Regions from separate parts of the Mus musculus genome. Here region 1 is linked to region 2. Evidence: chromatin contacts called from public Hi-C data. All regions are on one chromosome and are shown on one strand. The core of a region is the stretch at or near the end of the contact, and the rest is flanking DNA. Distances in the headings are between cores, read along the strand shown. Region 1 overlaps Col5a2 (collagen, type V, alpha 2). Region 2 overlaps Col3a1 (collagen, type III, alpha 1).

The links. A called contact is a pair of places that touch in the nucleus more often than the background predicts.
Region 1: a Hi-C map of uterus shows a contact between it and region 2, with 4 times the contacts expected there. The contact joins two enhancer-like sites. A contact is called at or near these places in 1 of 15 datasets of contacts at CTCF or cohesin (the NIH/3T3 cell line), 5 of 484 Hi-C or Micro-C datasets (the HL-1 cell line, embryonic stem cells, nephron progenitors and 2 more) and 2 of 9 other capture datasets (adipose tissue and liver).

The regions. Positions count from the first base shown.
Region 1 is chr1:45,416,653-45,422,156 of GRCm38.p6, reverse strand. Col5a2 (collagen, type V, alpha 2) reads left to right here. Exons shown (of 54, transcript NM_007737.2): 11 at 160-213; 12 at 883-936; 13 at 3,605-3,658; 14 at 4,516-4,569; 15 at 5,186-5,230. Among named protein-coding and RNA genes, the nearest start is that of Col5a2, 84 kb to the left of the region's middle. Within about 2 kb of position 2,151, at least 14 of the 459 cell types and tissues checked have an H3K27ac peak or open chromatin away from gene starts, as enhancers often do. A contact at or near this core is called in uterus, where this site is marked.
Region 2 is chr1:45,329,615-45,335,188 of GRCm38.p6, reverse strand. Col3a1 (collagen, type III, alpha 1) reads right to left here. Exons shown (of 51, transcript NM_009930.2): 14 at 5,042-5,086; 15 at 4,581-4,634; 16 at 3,985-4,083; 17 at 3,628-3,672; 18 at 3,413-3,511; 19 at 3,163-3,216; 20 at 2,947-3,054; 21 at 2,171-2,224; 22 at 1,528-1,626; 23 at 1,129-1,182; 24 at 877-975; 25 at 539-592; 26 at 375-428; 27 at 1-54. Among named protein-coding and RNA genes, the nearest start is that of Col3a1, 21 kb to the right of the region's middle. Within about 2 kb of position 3,153, at least 5 of the 459 cell types and tissues checked have an H3K27ac peak or open chromatin away from gene starts, as enhancers often do. A contact at or near this core is called in uterus, where this site is marked.

The DNA of each region.
Region 1 (5,504 bases), core at 902-3,401, 88 kb before region 2:
AGATCTGAGACACACAGATAAAATTCAGAACATTAGTAATGGTACTTGATATTTTTTCATTGTCTTTCTAGTGTTTGAATAGTATTGGAAGGAGGAAGTAGATATTCTTCTCAGCATTTTCTTTCTTTCTTTTTTTTTTTTTTTTTTCTAATTTCTTAGGGTCCAATTGGTTCTCGTGGACCAGAGGGCCCACCTGGGAAGCCCGGAGAAGATGTAAGTTTCTATAGCACATTGCTTTGGAGTCTGAAAGAGGCTAACAGGGAGCTACAAGGGTCAGGAGAGTATTCTGTTCTGATTCCTATTTCATTTCCTCATTCCTCCAGCTCTTATTAAATCCACTTTAAAATGTAGAACACAGGTTAAGGTTTTCCAAAATTAGAAAGATCTCATTATTATGAGAGTGCTAAATTATTAAATACTATCTCTATGATGTCCTCCAAGATTTTTATTGATATTTATCTTTGAAAACAAACAAAAAAAACTACAACATTTTGTCTTTTAGAAGGCTGAAAAGATGACTTACTTTAAACATGGAACACATGCTTATTTTATTTTACTTTTTTACTGTGCTGGAATCAAACTTGGGGGATTTTTCATGATAGACAGGGTCTCTACCTTGAGCTGTGCCCCAGCCCTTTGCATGTAAATTCTGATGTTCTGAAAGTGTTAGATCAGAACAGGTTATTTTGCACCCATCTCTTATCATTGATAACTTAAAACACTAGGATTAAATGTTACCAGAGATAGAGCCCGGGTTTTGTCTTTACAGTTTGCAGCATAACACAAAAACTTGCTATAGATATATCATCTGTAATTTGTCATGTAATCTCAGAGAATAGTATTTAATCTCTCTATACCTCTCACCCCCTCTTTCACATTAAGGGTGAACCTGGAAGAAATGGGAATACAGGTGAAGTGGGATTCTCAGGATCACCAGTAAGTAATGGTTATCAGTATGTTGCCATAAAGGTTAAAGAAAGTGAAACTTCCAGCCCATTGTACACACATGCATTAGACATTGGGTAAATGCAGGCACACAAGTGATATCCTGTTATGTCAAAATGCAAACTGTGGAGGGACATTTTGCCAGCATTACAATGAATTCCAGTTCTCAGAATTGCATTGGCCCCAGATGAAAACCTTAGTGCCAAAACAATTGTATCATGACTATAATACACATGAGTACACCCAAAACTCAAAATTTCCACATTTATGAAGTATTTTAAGAAGCCATCAATGTGACCTATTTACATCAATGTGACCTGAGTTTTGTTGAGCTCTAAATATGTTTATTGTATAGCAACTCATCTGTTTGAAATAATAACTTGAGTTTGTTGCCTTGTGTGTGTTTTTAATCAACTGGGGACTAAACTGTGGACAGGATGCTCCTTTGGCTGCTCCCCAAGTTCTAATGTGTCCTGAAATCCTTTATTAATATCCTGGGCCCTAAAATCTTAGGAAGAGATGCACTTATTGCCAGGATGTCTAACAGCTGTTTTATTCCTCCTCAATTCACCCAAGAAACACATATCTGTGAACTGATTCCACCAGAATTCAAGATCTAGAACACTGAACATTCCTCAAACCTGCCTGTCTGACTCTCATATTGCTTTGTTTGGTTTCTTTTAGTGTGTGCTAGATTAGAATGGAGAAAATAAGAGACAAAGGAAACAAGAATAATCCTCTATTTTGCCAACATGTGTAGTTTCTCTTACCCAACAGCCCCCAGCTTAATTCAGCTCCTCTTCATTTTAGTTCCTATAATTTCCTAATGTTTCTATGCTTATTATAACCACCCAGTACTCCATGACCCTCTGTTTACTTTCTGGAAAGTGATGAGGTTCATTGCTGGGATTTTGTTTTAAACAGAGGAATGTTGATCTCTTACTGGGATTTATAGGGCTCTAAGGATTATTTAGTTTCAATTATGAAGACAAACCCTCCTCTTCCTGCTTTCTTTCCTTTGCTCCCCTATCAGCCTGGGTATAAATGCAGACAAAGGCATGAGGTTTAGCTACTAGGACAGAGATGTCCTTTTCGACCAATTCAGGCTGGAAACTTCGGTGACCTTCTGCACTCTTCATGGACTCAGAGTGTGTATGTCCATGGGGAGGAAAGTACTCTGCCAGCACAGCACAGATGCACACTCACTGAAACAGCATGCATGTGTGCTGTGATGACAGCCCTGGGTCAGCAGAATGAGAATGAGTCTTTATGAGTATTAGTACATCTAGTTCATTTCCTTCTTATACTAAAGTATGTAATCACATGGGAATTCCCCCCACACCATAAAAGCTGAAGTTAACTATTATCTTGAAATAATCATCTCAGTTATTCTCACATAGACTTGGATGAGTGTACACTGAGTTGCTTGCTCAGGGTGAAGGGAAATATACATCAGCAAGAGGGAAGGTACGAGTTAAAAAGAAAAAACCAAAACACAAAAACAAATAAAAAAATCTTTAAGGGACTTCTTGATGTGAAAGATTTTCTATGGAAGCTTGTGTCAACAGAAGAATTAGTGGCATCTCATCTCTTCTGAGAGACGATTAGTATACCCTTAAATGCCCTAGTTTCAAAACACTAAAGAAATATTTACCCTTCAAGAAGTCACAGAAAATATTGCTCTGATATGTTGCTTATTCATTCATTTGGTAAATAGTGAATAAAGACTATAACGTGTGGAATGGAATGACCATTCTGCCATATGTGGAAATGCTGAGACAAGAGAAGTTCCTCTGAAAAGATGGGCGGAAGTGATGAGTTTCTGAGGCATTAAAACTTTCCTCCAGTCAGTTGCCAAGCTAATGATTATTTATAGCATAAGGCTATGTGTTAGGGATCTTACTGATGATTTAAAATTATAGTTGAAATTTAACAGTGGTTTGTTAGTAGCAATGTGTACTATCTGGGTATAGACCCTTCCAGTGGCAGTAGTAATGAGAATTCAATGCAAAACTAAATTCATGCAGGCAGAGAAGATGTGTGTGTTTTAGTTTCTGGGGCCTTAACATTAAAGAAAAATATATGAAAATCCTTAAATATTGTTTAAAAGTAGTTATACAACTAGGTTTCCTTTATGGCTGTAACTCTATTCTGTGTTTTAATGGGCTTGAGTAGAAGAAACCGAGTTAAGCAGAAATAGAAATGAATGAGTTAAACACAAAGCCACCCTCACATTTCCTGACTATTTTGGTGGATATTTTAGCCCCTCATTTACCTTTAAGCAGCCATCACTTCTACAAAGCTTGTCTTGAACACTTACTATTTAAAAGTTAGGATTATATTATACTACTCATTCTATTGCTAATGTTCAGACAACAATAAAAATAATCAAAATCCTTGGCTTACTACATATAAGGACCTTTACTCTTCTATCACAGATGAAACTCAATGGAAAGGAGACCCCTCCATACACTTATCTTTGTGTGTCACGTGCTCACTTCCAACAGTGTGTTTGTCTTTCTAGTTTTCATCACCCTAGTAACATTTTTATAGACAAAATCCAGTTCTTTCCTTTATTATGTTGCTGTAAATGATGTGTCCATTTTCTAAGTCATTTTGTTTTATTTGACCACAATGTGCCTATGTACCTTTCTCTCAGGGTGCTCGAGGCTTCCCTGGTGCTCCTGGTCTCCCTGGCTTGAAAGGTCACAGAGTAAGTTGCCTTATTTTCTGTTTTTTATTGAGTGGGGCATGGGGATAATTCAGTCAAACCCTTTGTAATTCCGAGTGCCAATTGTCCTTCAGTGCTTGCCATTGCGACGTTCTTCTGCATTACTAAAATCATAATGCTACCCTAAGTTTCCTCTGAATTTCATATGGTTCTATAAAGCTATACTGTGTTAAATGAAATGATATGGTGAGTGAAAAGATTCTCTGGCTTACAACCCCAGGTAATAAATGGATGCACTTAGTAAAAGAGACAAACATTGTATAGTGCAATGAGTGACATAATAAAAATGGTGATACTAGGTTAAAAAGTATAACAAAGAAGTTTTCTAAACTTAAGATAACAGATAGGTAACTATTAAATGTACTGTTCATAAGTATAATCTATCATCAGTCATCTGCTATATATGTATCTGTATTGGATATAGGTATTATCTCTTTATCTTCTCTCAAATTAAATATCTAAAACCAAGGCAAATCAATTATAAAAAATGGTGTAGTCACTTTTTGAGTAGTTGAAATTCCAAGAAGAATGTGTATTGCTGTATTATCTAGCAAGTAACATGCATTTAAAAACTTTATATAAATCTATAATCTGCCTAAGGTCACTATAATTTTTTATAATATAGATTAAATTTCTAGGAAGTCATTACATTTTTGATGACTGATACTTTAAGCTGATACTATTTGTAAAATTTTAGAAATATAGTAAGCAAGATTTTACTTGTGAGACTTGTTTGCATGAGGCACTTTATGTAAATGTGCTTTTTGTTCTTTCTTCCTTTATGCTTTTTAAACTGATGAAAGCTAAAAATATTTATGAATTTATATTGTCCTTTTCAGGGACACAAAGGTCTTGAAGGCCCCAAAGGTGAAATTGGAGCACCTGGTGCTAAGGTTTGTCTAACACCAAACTTAACTTACAGTACCAATTCAGTTGCTGTGGACACCTTTTAAATAAGGAATAATATGGAGAGGAGATGGACTTAAATAAATGAACATCCAAGTAAATAAAAAGTTTCCTGGTTGCTTTATTCTATGCAAAGACCTCTAGCCCTTCTTTCTTCCCCCAAATGATTTGTTTATATAGTTAGAGAAGATAGCGCAGATGTATCAGGAATTCTTAAGAGGAGAACATAATTATGAGATATACACATGGAAAAATGTTTTTAATTTTATTTGTCAAATTCCTAAGAAAATAATTTAGTTACTTTTAACATTACAAAATTTTATTTGGGATATATTAGACATGTAAGTTCCCACTGACTAGTGATTACAAGTTCAATCTTTTTAAAATCCCTAGTTTAGATTTTCTTTCTTTCTTTGACAATTAAAGTTTCATTTAATTCTTAAGAAAAGATAGTAAAATAAACTCTGAAGTCTTCCCTTGAAAGCACATTTTTCAAATGTCCTTTTTGAAACTGTGCCTTCAAAATCATGCATGTTTAGACCAGCAGTTTGGTAATGATATTTAAATTTCTCACCCTGTGATGTATCCTCACCTCTGCTTTAGGGTGAAGCTGGCCCCACTGGTCCAATGGGTGCTATGGGCCCTCTGGTAAGCATCACATTATTTGTTTCTTTATTTTGCGGGTTTCAATAAGAAAATTATCAAATAAAAAGACATATGTTAACTAGTAAATCACTCTGAAAAGTACCTGAGAGAAAAGCAACCAAAGCAAGTTGGATGTTCGATGTGAATTTTTGCCCTTCCTGATGTCACTGGTCTTCTTGGCTGTTGGATGCTCTTACTTTCCATGCAGCAATCAAGAGTGACTCTTATCATGTGTGTTATTTTGTGATTGGGTTACCTCACTTAGGATGATATCCTC
Region 2 (5,574 bases), core at 1,904-4,403:
TTGTAATCCTTGTGGACCAGGGGGTCCAGAATCTCCCTTGTCACCAGCTGGGCCCTAGGTTCAGAAGCACAATTATACACTCCATTGTAAAATTGTCATTCCTAGTTAGTCTATAGTCCACCTCTCAGTAGGCCTATTGCTTACTTTAAAAGGCAAAAATGTTAAGAGTAGGGAAATCTTGATCTATAGAAGATATTCAAGCACATTAATACAACATATAATTAATGCCAACATTTAACTTGATAATAAAATAAGAAAGTCTAGTAACTGCTTGGTGAAATATTATGGCACAGTGGTAGAGATAACATACATTCTAAATTATTGACTTTGTTATATCTCTACCCTACCTCTATCTTAATTATATGAAAACTTACAGTAGGTCCTGGGGGACCCTGAGGTCCAGTCTCCCCATTCTTTCCAGCAGGACCCTACAAAAGTGACAGTCAGGGAAACAGAATTAACACATATAACAAGGAAGTATTGAGGCTGAAGATGGCTGAAATGATTAGAAAGCCAGAAATAAACCAAAGCTACATACTGGAAGGCCAGGTCCTCCAGGGCCACCCCGTTCTCCATTCTTGCCAGGGGCACCCTAAAGAAAAAAGCAAGGGTTTAGATACTCAAAAAGTAATTCACTAATAAAAGTCCAAACCCCATTTTTTGATCCTGCTACACATGCAAAGCCACACACACACACATACATACACCCATTGCCAACTATATATTTGTCTCTATTCATACATGCTGCTCAATTGTCACACATTCTTTCATGTTTAAATGATAGGCTAGGTATTAGGTGATTTTGCATTTTCATATAGAGGTCAAAGGCCATCAATCTGTCAAATATTTATTGAAGAAAGTAATTATAGAACTTACATCATTTCCTTTAGGACCAGGGAAACCCATGACACCAGGCTGACCTCTGGGACCAGATGGGCCAGGGGGACCAGGGCGACCACTTTCTCCTTGACTTCCCTAGTAAGAAAAACACTTGCCATAATCAGGACTTGATGAACAAATAATCTAATTATAATACACATACATATACACACACTCAAATCTATCCAATGTATGCATTTCATTTTTTTTTACTGGGTTAGTAAAACAAGACATCATAATTGTACATACAGGAGGTCCTGGTTTTCCATCATTGCCTGGTCCACCTGGACTTCCGGGCATACCCTAAATGAGAAGTATAGCAGTCATGTGACTTAAAATGTAAAAGTACAACATAGTTAACATGTACAACTTTGAGATTTACGTGTTTATATGTATCCTTGCAAATGTACTCCCTATTTTCTGCTTAAAAACTGATCCTAGTCAAATATTTAGTTTTATTCTCTTCCTTAATCTGTCTTGACCCATGGTTGTTTATTTGTTTGTTTTTTTTAAATAAGGAATTTGGTTTGTTTACTTTGAGACTTTTGAAAGGTATCATCTTGTGAAGTTGTCTTTAGCCTCTCATTATTTGTATTGTCTTTCTTCTTACCAGTTTACAGCATTAGTCAAACAAATGTGTCTCCTTACCCGTATCCCTGGACCTCCAGGGGTTCCATCTCGGCCAGGTTCTCCAGCTACTCCTCTGGGTCCTGCAGGACCTGGGCCACCACGCTCTCCGGGAGGACCCTAAGTTGTGAGATAACAAGTCATAAAGATTTTTGATTAACATAGACATTGACAATACTTAATCTATAACTGTTGGAGTTTTTGGCCTCTCAAGGACAGTTTTGTGTTGCTGTATTCTGATCTATAAAAATCATCTGTTTTAGTTTGGTTTTCATCTTGAAGAAAAATTGGGCAACTATGATGAATTTTCCATGCTTATAACCAACATTATTAATTGGAAGTAACTACTTTTTACACTTAATTAAGGAAATTTAATGATTAGAAGTTCCTTTGGAGCTTCCTCCATATGTGCAGATGATTTCTATAATTCTTGCAGTGACCCTGAGGTTAGTGACTTCTCACTCAGGACATGACATGCATGAAGTAGATTTAGTTTGTCAGATAGCCATGAAAGTATCAAAGTAGGGGCTAGAGTCACATGGTGATGGTTTGTGTTTTATTATCCGGTTACATGTCCTTCAGATATTTATTCTCCCATTAGTGGTATAACATATGAAAGAAATACCTATTTGTAGTAATGGATTTTAGGAGCTGAAGTATTTACCTTTTCTCCTGGGATGCCATTTGGCCCTGCAGGTCCTCGGAAGCCACTAGGACCCTAGAAACAATCACAGTTAAATATTTCAGTTTAAAAGATTAAAACCTATTCATACTTCATAGGTTGCAATATAGTTATTCTTGTATTACTAAGTTCTAAGTATAATATAGTATTCTTGTATTACTAAGTATTACAGAATGTGGGAATTAATTTAGTGGTAGAGCATTGCCACAAAACACATCATGGGGTCAGTTCCTAGCACTGAGAAAATAAAACAAAAAACAAAACCAAAACTCCTAAACAGTGAAATATCCTGAATCACAGGAAAACCAATCAACAAAATGTACAAACAAAACAGAAATAAGCACTCAGATTTTAAGTTTAAGCTAAACATGCCAAGAAAAACACTGGACAGAAGGGCGGGTGGTTCACAATTTATATCGCTTGTTTAATCTTTTGAGAGACAGAGTTAGGAGAATCTCTAAATTTGGGGCCAGTCTTCAGTGAGTCATTGTGTAAAAACAATTCACCATTACAGGCTTTCCTTGTGTCTTAAACTGTTGTGGAGGTTCATACCTCTAATCTAAGTAGCAGGGGCAGATGAGGTAGGAGGATTGCCATGACTTTGAGACCAGCCTTAGCCACAGAGTAAAGGTCAAGGCAACCTAGTTTATAAGTAAGACCCTGTCTCAACAAACACACAAACAAACAAACAAACACAAAAAAAATCAAAGGTTACTGTGTCCCAATGAATAGTGAAACAGGTAAAAATGGAAACCTACCCTTTCTCCTGCGGCTCCTGGAAGCCCATTTGCACCAGGTTCTCCAGGTGATCCATCTTTGCCATCTTCGCCCTTAGGTCCTGGAATTCCTGGGGAACCAGCTTCGCCCTGACAACATAAAGAATTTTGACTAGATTTCGTTGAGAAACGTACTCATTACTTTCTCATCACTCTGCAGTTGTCTGAGTAGCTAAGTCCTGTTGGCTTAATACTGACCCGTTCACCGCGTGCTCCTGGCTCTCCCTTCGCACCGTTCTTGCCGGGTTCACCCTAAAATGAAACGAAATCTCCATGTAAAAACAACAAGGATTTGACTAACAAAATCACAATTAGCTAGATGTTATACTGTCATAGAGCTAGAGGGAGAGCTGGATAACTTAAATGGAGAAGGAGCAAAAGGAATGTCAATATTTTGTTGTGAGAGTTAAACATAAACTTCCAGGCATTGAAGGAGAGACGAACTTACTGAAGGACCTCGTGTTCCGGGTATACCATTAGTTCCTGCTGGTCCAGGGGGGCCCCTTGCTCCTATTAGTCCAGGGGCTCCAGGAATGCCAGCTGGACCCTAAAAACAACACAAACACTCTCATTAGCAAAGCGTGGACCTTCCTTTCTACTGTCTGGCTTAAATATTTAATTCTTCTGTGTAAGGAAGAGCTGAGGGTGGGGCAGCTTACTTACCATTTCACCCTTTCCACCAGGACTGCCGTTATTCCCGGGAGGGCCCTAGGAACACAAGGTGAGAGAGCATATTATCAGAGCACATGGATTTGGAGTTCTCTGTTTAGAGAATATATTTACTGATAGGTATTATGTATTGCAGAGAATATGTTATTTCTCTAGCAACAGCACCTATACACATATACCTATATATGTGTATATATGAATTAAGTCAGATAGATACTTGTTCTAAATTATTAAAAATAAAGGAATAAGAGAACTTTAGTTTTGTTTATTTCCTGCTTGGTGGTTAGTGTAAGCAACCTGCACGGATGGACTAAGTCTAGCAGCTTGAATTCCCTCTTATATGCTACTTACAGGAGGCCCTTGAGCACCAGCATGTCCCTGCGGTCCAGGCTCCCCTCTTTGTCCTGGTGAGCCATTTGAGCCAGGGGACCCTGCAGGTCCAACTTCACCCTAAAGAGACAAATTCCAACATGTAAGTTTTCCTTTCCACTTTTTAATAACTTAGCTTAGCTTTCAGCTCTGTTTAAACTCATTTCCCTAAAGCTATATTACTATGGTTATATGCAATAGTTAAAACAAAGGATTATTAATCATAGCAACAAAGGACAATGGTAAATATGGGTCTGCCCATGTTATAGGTGTTTCCCAGAAAAGACGTTGGAAAAAGTCGAAGCACTCAGAAGACATATCAGGATGGTACAATACTAATGAGAATATATTATGCATATATATATGATATATATTATATACTATATATGCCATATACTACATATGTATGCACACATATTATGTATGAGAGAGAGAGAAAGGAGACTAGAATGGAGCTCTAAAGCTCTCTGTAAATGAAAATAAATGTACATTTGATTATTTTTATTGGTCAATTCTGAGAAGCAATCGAATGAATTTTTGTCTATTTTATACATTCTTCTAAAGAACTGTAGGCTTACCTTAGCACCAGGGGATCCAGGGAATCCTGCAGTTCCAGGAGGGCCAGGGGGACCCTAAAAACAACGTACAATTTGCACATAACAAAGTTGTGTAAGATAAGAAAGGGGTTACATCTGAAGTTTGAACATGAGTATTCCTATACACTTTTTCATTAATCCTGTGACTTACAGGATACTTACCTCTGAGCCTTTGTAATCTTTACATCCTAGAGATACTATCACTATCTACTTTGCATTTCTTTTAATCGGCATGTCCAATGTTGGATATTAAACACAAATGCCATGTACATGTCAACCTAGTATGACACCTACAAATTGTTTCCATTTCCAAGGTTAAAAATAATCAAGAAGCAGTATGGATTTGCTATATAATGATATAATATAATATAATATAACATAAATGTAATTCAAAATTTCTAAGCACTATAGAACAAAGCAGGATTAGATGCAAAGTTACTCACAGGTTGCCCATCACTGCCCCGAGCACCATCATTGCCTCGAGCACCCTACAAAGAGAAGTTTGTCTCAATATTTTCTTACTTATGAAAGATTAATTAAAAGTATCAGACTGCAATTCAAGATCATTAAACTGAATTTCTCTCAAATATAGAAAGTGAAGTTTGAGCTGTGTGTGGTGGTGCACGCACTTGGGAGGCAGAGGCAGAGGCAGAGGCAGAGGCAGAGGCAGAGGCAGAGGCAGAGGCAGAGGCAGAGGCAGAGGCAGAGGCAGAGGCAGAGGCAGAGGCAGAGGCAGAGGCAGAGGCAGAGGCAGAGGCAGAGGCAGAGGCAGAGGCAGAGGCAGAGGCAGAGGCAGAGGCAGAGGCAGGCAGATTTCTGAGTTGGAGGCCAGCCTGGTCTACAAAGTGAGTTCCAGGACAGCCAGGGCTATACAGAGGAAACCCTGTCTTGAAAAACAAAAACAAAAACAAAAACAAAAAACAAAAAAGCAAAAAACAAAAACAAACAAACAAACAAACAAAAACAAAAAAAGAAA